3 separate regions of the Hordeum vulgare genome follow, and all the other regions are linked to region 2. The links are chromatin contacts, called in public Hi-C maps. All regions are on one chromosome and are shown on one strand. The core of a region is the stretch at or near the end of the contact, and the rest is flanking DNA. Distances in the headings are between cores, read along the strand shown.

What was found. A called contact is a pair of places that touch in the nucleus more often than the background predicts.
Region 1: a Hi-C map of leaf shows a contact between it and region 2, with 2.7 times the contacts expected there. The contact joins two enhancer-like sites. A contact is called at or near these places in 3 of 6 Hi-C or Micro-C datasets (leaf and seedling).
Region 3: a Hi-C map of leaf shows a contact between it and region 2, with 5 times the contacts expected there. The contact joins the promoter of LOC123444042 here to the enhancer-like site in region 2. A contact is called at or near these places in 3 of 6 Hi-C or Micro-C datasets (leaf and seedling) and 1 of 1 datasets of contacts at active chromatin or transcription factors (embryo).

What each region holds. Positions count from the first base shown.
Region 1 is chr3H:416,487,446-416,490,145 of MorexV3_pseudomolecules_assembly, reverse strand. It overlaps LOC123444041 (ribokinase), which reads right to left. Exons shown (of 5, transcript XM_045120643.1): 3 at 2,353-2,548; 4 at 2,119-2,264; 5 at 1,538-1,733. The coding sequence ends at 2,164. Among protein-coding and RNA genes, the nearest start is that of LOC123444041, 10 kb to the right of the region's middle. Within about 2 kb of position 1,320, at least 3 of the 3 cell types and tissues checked have open chromatin away from gene starts, as enhancers often do. A contact at or near this core is called in leaf and seedling, where this site is marked.
Region 2 is chr3H:416,976,877-416,979,576 of MorexV3_pseudomolecules_assembly, reverse strand. It overlaps the pseudogene LOC123440073. Among protein-coding and RNA genes, the nearest start is that of LOC123444043, 200 kb to the left of the region's middle. Within about 2 kb of position 1,401, at least 3 of the 3 cell types and tissues checked have open chromatin away from gene starts, as enhancers often do. A contact at or near this core is called in leaf and seedling, where this site is marked.
Region 3 is chr3H:416,547,456-416,550,155 of MorexV3_pseudomolecules_assembly, reverse strand. LOC123444042 (probable WRKY transcription factor 48) reads left to right here and starts at 1,356. Exons shown (of 3, transcript XM_045120644.1): 1 at 1,356-2,068. The coding sequence starts at 1,668.

The DNA.
Region 1 (2,700 bases), core at 71-2,570, 490 kb after region 2:
GTGATATTTTTTCTTCCGTTGCAACGCACGGGCCTTTTGCTACAGTAGTATAAAGGAGGAACAGGATGGAGCGCAGGCGTCACGTCGTGCATTGATTAGCTTAGCTTGAACAAACTGGTTGGACAGAGGCATGTAGGAGTAGCTTTGAACGCAAGGGAAGTCAAGGCCACCGCTATAACTCCGCTCCCCGCAACGGCCATTGCTCCGCTGCATACCTCCAAACGACATGGCCGGCTGGCTGCTACTCCCTCCGTTTTTAAATATAAGATATTTTAAAGATTTTATTATAAACTAGATACGAAACAAAATGAGTGAATCTATACCTAAAATATGACTACATAAATCCGTATATAGTCCATAATGAAATCTCTAAAAGGTCTTATATTTAAAAACAGAGGGAGTACAAAGGAAGGTCTTGACTCTTGACCGGCCCGGCCAATCTGACTCTGACTCATGCCAAAACAAGAGAAAAATACCAGTGGCATCGAGATCCGAGAAGATCCAGATGAACGTACGTACATCTCTGCTACGGTCAAGCACGCATATATGCCTTTCCCCTTGCTCACCCGTATAGTACTACTGTCGTACGAGTACCATACCACTCTCCTGCTGCTACTGCTGCAGAGGTATGTGATCGCGGCACGGAAGCATATGTACATATATATACTGTAAATATGATATATAAATATAAATAGATTGATTAGGCGTGACAAGACACGTGCATTAACTATCCGGACGGTGTTGCGTTGCGTTGCATTGCATTGCGAGAGGAAGCTGGATTGCTAAGCCATCTGCGACAGCGACGTGGCCTTTGTTTTGTTGAGCGATCCACCATAGATAATTCATCCATCCATCCGTTGGTTTCGTCTCAGGTTGCAGCCTTGAGGAAGACTCAAAGTGGCCACACCACCACCACCGTCCCGGACGAGCTTAATGGCGAGCGGCCGTGCGATGCGATGCGATGGCTCCGTCACAGCAGTAGCGAGAAAGCACAAACTGAACCCATATTACCTCCCTCCCAAGGACGGACGGGCGTTCTGGGCGATCACTTACTCCCGGAAAGCGAGGCAAGACTGATGACAAGGAAAAAACAGAAAGCCGTGAGAAATGTTGGCTGTCGGTGGATTCGTCGGGAAAACGTTGGCCGTCGGCGTCGTACGGCGAGGCACATCAGACGTTCGATTGGACGGACGTCGTCAGATCAGATATCCCCCGGAAGTTGCACAAAACGTTACCAGCTACTGGATTCTGGAGGATCTACTAGCTGCCAGGAGCAGTCAGTCAGTCGAGCCGTGCGTCGTTCCTCCGGTGGCGACGGTGCAGCAGCGAGAGGCTTTTCACCGGTGGCGTGGCAGTGATCGGCCTGCGGCAACGGCGATCGGCAGCGGGCCACGACCGGGTCGAAAAAGACGGATGGCTATCGTTATCGATGACAGCATCGAGTGGTTAGCATCGGCCCGGCTTAGCAAATAAGATTACGATTTGACCTGTGCCAGAGTCGCCGTCGGAGCTCGGAAAGCTCCACCACGAGGCCAGATATGAAAACTGTTCATTCGATCTTTCTGAAGTGAAACCGTTGGTTCAGGCGTGCTTTTTTTTTATTTCGAGGGTGCGGGATTTGCTCCCGAAAATGCGTTTCCCTTTCTAGAATACTACTAACGCGTTACTGGGCTGGGGGCGGCACACGAGGGTGCGGAAGGAGCTCACTGGATCCGTCGGAATTTTAGCCGATCCTGCAAAAAGGAATGCTTGTTAGATTGGAGCTAAGACAATGACACCTTACTAACCGCCTTCAGCGTCACCGGTGCTTCACAGCAAAAAAGCAGCTCCTGCATTCAGGGCATGGTGGTTTTGCCAAGTTTAATGACTTCTAACAACGGGAATTTTCTCGGTCCAGAAGGATAACAGGCAATGCCTAACAGTAGAAATGCTATGGCGTAACAGGGAACGACTATAAAAGCAACAGACCTACAACTCCTGAACTTCTACGGAGGACGGCACGGCACGAGGAATGCCATTTTCTCTTATTTCCTCCGCCATAACTTGAAGCGGGGCCGCAAATATACATTGCCCGAAACAAAATGAACCCAGAAAGGAGATTGAGGCTTAACAGCTCACATTATTGCTGATGAATAGGGCGGCTAAAGTCACCATTTTCTCCGGTTATTCGGCTTGCACGGATTCTAGAAGGCTCATCACGGTTTCCCTGTCAGGCATGCTGGGAATGGCTCCCTTTACCCGAACACACAGTGAGGCGGCGGCGGCTGAAAAAAATCAAGAAAATAAAAACCTCAAATCAACATGTCAGCAATACATCAGAACCAATTTTTGACTGGAGGGTGCTTTTAGTACCAGCAAATCTCATGCACTCTTTCTTAGGCTTCCCTTCCACCAGAGCCACGGCAAAAGCTGACGTGAAGGTGTCGCCAGCACCGGTGGTGTCCACTACTTCTGTGGCGGGTATTATCGCCTGTCTAATTGGCTCCTCTCCCTCAACAAACAGAGCAGATCCTTGTGACCCAAGTTTAACCAAAACTTCTTTCACACCCTGCATACAGGTAATATCATCAATGTCCTACTACCTTGGGGTTAATGCATTCAGAGCCTCCGTAGAAGATTTAAATAGCAAATGCATCTCGCCTATAGAAAACATCTAGTGGAAACTGCTAACCTTTGTAGCAAACAAAAAGAACAATTTCA
Region 2 (2,700 bases), core at 152-2,651:
TTAATAATCATAGATTCATAGCTATAATTTAGTATTAATCATCTCTTGTGTGAGGCTTGAACTTCCGTGTTAAATTTCAGCTGCAGCTATACTCTATTTTTCTTAATGAAGTTGTGATATCAGCACTATATTTATGTTTGAATGGATGTATCAGTGCGTCATCACGCTTGAAATAAATCCAGTGTGCGTTTATCTGCCATACCAATAGTCCTGCCATTTGGGAATGCATTTTATTTCTTTGAAAATTACTGACTTAGTACTTAAGATGGTGGTTTTTTTCTCCCGTTGCAACGCACGGGGCCTTTTGCTAGTGCCCTTTATTTTGTGTAATGTTTTCCTGATTCTTTTCTGTTTTACTTTTATTTTTATAAAAATGCGTGAAGTTGTTTCAACTCGATGATTTTTTAAAATATTATGAAGTTCTTTTTCAGTTTTGATGAATTTCCATTCAAATTCAACTGAACATTTTTTCAAATTCAATGAACTTTTTACAAACCCACTGAAAAAAATGAAAATTCAGTGAACCTTTTGTCAAAATCCATGAACTTTTAAAAAAAATCGATGACCTTTTTTCAGATTTGATGAACTTTTTTTAAAAATCCATGAAATTGTTTAAAAAAAATTATGCATATTTTCAAATTTGATGAACTTTCGTCAAAATCCATGATCATCTTTCAAATTTGATGAACTTTTTCTCAAAGTCCATGAAGTTTTTTTAAAAACATCGATGAACTTTTTTCAAATTTTATGAACGGTTTTCAAAATCCATAAACTTTTTAAATATTCGGTGAACTTCTTGTCGAAATCCATGAAGTTTTTCAACTCGATGAATTATTTTGCAATTTTAAATAATTTTTTCAAATCGACAAACTTTTACCAAAATTAATGCACCTTTTAAATTGGCAAACTTATTGTTTGAAATCAATGAAATTTTTGTAAACTGATGAACATTTTTCAAATTAGTGATTTTTTTCAAATTTCAAGAACTTTATCCTAATTTTTTGGAACTTTTTGCAAATTCGTGAAGTGTTCGCAAATTTCTATATTTCTTTTCAGTTTACACGAACCTTTAAATTTTATTAACTTTCTTCAAATTCACATTTTTATTGTGGATTCATTTTTCATTTTTTTTCATTTTACCATAAAATATTCTGCATAACAGGTTGGTAAATAATAAGAAGGTTTTGTCATTCGAATCGACATCGGGACAGTTCGACCTTGTGGCTATGGTCGTTGGTTTGGGTACACGCAGGCACGGATCGACTCCTGATTCTTCCATATTTTGAACCCTTTTTTTCGATAACGTTCCTCGCTCCTCACTGTGTCTTCTGGGCTAGCCCATTACACGAGGCATGCGAGTGTCAGTATCGCTAGCCGGCGACCTCAGCATCGAACAAGAGCACCCTGCTCCGTGGAGCTCCTGCCGCTCTTTGCTGCACGGAGTCCTGCGTCGCGGAGGGGGGTGCCACAACTGGGCTGGCCCAGCTTCGTTTCCATTTTTCTTTTACTTTTTTCCTTTTCTGCTTATTTCCTTTTTTGGTTCGTTTTTCTTACCTTTTTCCTTTTCTTTTGGAACCATGAACAAATTTGGAATCGCGAACAATATTTTTGTACCTTTTCTTTTGAAAAATCGTGAACAAATTTGTTACTTGTTTATTCTTTTTTGTGTTACTTTTTTCCCTTTTTTGTTACTTTTTCCTTTTTTGTTACCTGTTCTTTTGAAAAATCATGAACAAATTTTGAAGCACGAACAATGAAACGAACAATTTTTGAATCTTTAGAACAAAATTTTAAGAAGGAGAACAATTTTGAAAAACCCAAGCAAATTTATAAATGCGAAAAAATTTAAAGCACGAACATTTTTTCAGTTTTGAGAACAAATTTTGTAACCGAGAAATTTTTACAAAAAACCCGAATAAATTTGGAAGAGCGAACACATTTTTAAAGCATAAACATTTTTTGAATCTTGAGAACAAAATTTTGAAACGGAGAACAATTTTCAAAATGCCTGAACAAATATTGAAGTACGAATAATTTTTAAAGCATGAATATTTTTTAAACTTGAGAACAAATTTTAAAAACTAAGAACAGTTTTGAAAAATCCTGAACAAAATTGGAAACGCGGACAATTTTAAAAGAACACGAACATATTTCTAACTCATGAACAAAATTTAAAAATTATGACTTTTTTTATAATGAGAGCATTTTTTGAAATACGATCATTTTTACAATCTTTTGGTTTCTTGCAGATGCTTTTTTGTATTTAGGATCTTTTATGAATTCACGATTTTTCTAATTCCTGAAAGAAACAAATTCGTGGAATTTTCTAAAATCATAATAAAATGCTAAATATGTGATTTGTTCTTAAAAATGTGTTGTTGTTTTTTCATATTTCTAACTATTTTCAGTTTCTTAAAATAATCTTTTTTTGTTTTTTGTAATCCATGAAGATGTTTTCTAAATAAAATCTCTGAGAAACTGAAAACAGCAGTTATTGGTTTTTTCCCATCCATCAAGCGAGCGAGGTGACGTGAGACACAAAAAACTGTCTTATCTTGTGAGGATGTGTGCGAGTGTCTTATCTTGTGTGCGAGTGTTGATGCTCCGTGGGCAAACCGGTGCCTGGAGCGCATCCCCTCTTCTGCTACTGGACCGGTCCATCGATTTGCCTTTTTCGTTCTATTTAAAAATAGTAAAAAG
Region 3 (2,700 bases), core at 107-2,606, 430 kb after region 2:
GCACGGTTTTTTAGCCAGGAGACACGGTGTTGCCGGCGTTTGCGTGTAGCGTAAGCGTGGACGACGTGGAGGCCATGCTTGCGACCCATCGCTTTTCACATGGGACGTCGGGACGCAGAGCTGGCGCCGCGCCGCGTACCACGGTCTCAGGCCAGGCGCACCGCCACGGCACACGCAAAAAACCGGTGCACGAGCTGGACAGCCGATAGATGTATATAGTATATCCTATGACGTGCGGCGTTCTCTGTTCGGATTCACACGCTTTATATGTATGCACAAACTGTGACCATGTTTGTATCGCTTCAATCGGACACTCGAAGACGTATATATATAAAGATTCTGAAAGTTGACGCACACGAAAATGAATCATGCCCTGAAACAGCAGACTCGAACGGAGCGGAAATAGACACTGCCGCTACTACTCCTTGCCCTTGCGATATAAACGATCGGATGGTATATATGCGTAGCATGCACTTGTCATGATTGTGGGAGCCGAGTGAGTGACCAAACAGTAGCAGTCTCACTTAAAACTTAGGTCCCCGGTCACTTCGATCCCTTTTTATGACTGGATTGGAGTGGATTGGATTTCCTCCATACGCGCCTCTCCTGCAGCGAAACGGGAGCCGAAACAGGGATCGATCGGAAGGACGACGTGCAGAGTCATGCACGCACCGTCTCCGGACGGAAACCGGCCCCACCTGCCACCGCCAGATGGACCCCGCGCATGTTTATTCCCTCGGTCTCTCATCGACGACATCGTATGGCATGATGCAATGCCACCGCCACAGCCTGCATCACCGGCCGTCAGCTCTACAGATCGAGATCGGAGGGCGCAGGGCAGAGATCACGCTGGCGTGGGCGCGTAGGGCCCGGTCAAAGGGCGACGCACACGTGTCATGCCCCATCCGTCTGAACGATTGACCGCGGAGCCCGCGCTTTGACCCCTAACATGTGACCGGCTACCGCCGGTGCACGCCGCTGACTCACCACAGCCCCCGCCCGTGACCGTGGACCGTTCCCACCCCCACCATTACATTACACTACTACACTACATTACGGTGCCATTAGAATTAGAATTAGTAATTATTATACTCGCTCTTGTAGCTAGCTAGGTCTGGACTCTGAGATCTAAGCATAGAGTATCTTGCGGTTAAAACCGAGAGGAAGAAACCAAATGAGAGGGAAAGAGGCCAAGGAAGGAATGGACATCTATCTCATCTATCTCTTCTCTTTTGGGCCCAATCAATTAGCCCTTGTTTCTTTCACAAAAGCAAGCCGAAAAGCCAATGAGAAAAAAAAAATCCCCCCACCCAACCATCTCCCTCTCTCTCTATACTACATCACCGCTCCCTCTCTCTCTCTCTGAATCCCCAAGATATAGCCAAGAGCTGCGCTCCGTCTCGTTCTCTTGCGTTGCGCGCACACACACACCTCTCGCTGTCTCCTCGGCTTGCCTCACTAATCACTGCACCACCATACCACCACTACTAGTACCTCCCCCATATGCTTGCTTCCCTCTCGATCCCTCTCCTCCTCCCTTCAGTTTCATAAGCCCAGCGCCAGCCACAGCCCCAATCCCAAGAGCAATCGAGATTCGGGCTCCTGCACCATCTATCTCCAACGGACAAGAGCAAAGCGATACACCTACCATACCATAGCTAGCGCCTATGTCGGGCGAGTTCCAGTTCCAGGACGAGCTCGCGTCGCTCTTCACGCACCGGCCTGGGCCGGGGATGCAGCAGCAGCAGCAGCAGGAGCAGCAGGCGTCCTGGCTCGCCGACTACCTGCAGACGCCCATGGACTACGACCTGCTGTGCAGGGCGCTGGAGCTGCCGGCCGAGGAGGACGTCGTCAAGAGGGAGCTGGTGGTGGACACCACGCCCAGCGCCCTCACTCCCAGCGCCGGCGGGGGGACGCCCAACGCCACGTCGTCCATGTCGTCCTCCTCCAGCGAGGCGGGAGGAGGCCTCTGCGCCGGAGAGGGGGACTCGGCGGGGAGGTGCAAGAAGGAGGACGGCGACGGGGAGGAAGGCAAGGGGGGCGATGAGGGTGACAAGACCAAGAAAGGGTGAGTTGGACTGCGTTAGTTTCTCTCTATCTCTCTCATTTTCCGTGCCTTGATCTGAAATCTTGGGTGACCCTTTTGGCGAGTTCTTGGTCTCTCTTTTCTGACTGCTGCCTAATCCGTGTCTTGGTTTTTCTGTGATCTTGGATCAAGATTTGGGGGCGGGCTAGATTTCGCTTCCCTGAATTGCTCGCTGGCCATTCATTCATTCATGCCTTTTCTGTTCTTTTATTTTGTTCTTTATTCCCCCTTTAAGGTAGTTTGGCCGGCTGGCCAAGGTGTGAACTCGGCTAGGGTTTCACACTCAGCTTGCATGCCTGAGCCTGACAGTCAACAATAAATAAATAAATACATACATATATACATAATCTGATTTTGATTACTTGCTTCATCTCCAAAATCTTGATCCAAACTTGATCCAGAACAAATTTACCTCTTGCATTTTTTGTACTACTTTTACATATGCGTTGTTCATTTTTCCTCTTGTACCCCATGTTATGTATGTATGGCCCCATCTTGCAAAAATCATGCCCAATAATCTCTAGAATGGAGCCACCCCCAGTTAAGACTTAAGAGACCCTCCCCCATCTAGGATTTCCTCAGGTTCTACTTTGGTGCAACCTATCATATGCGCG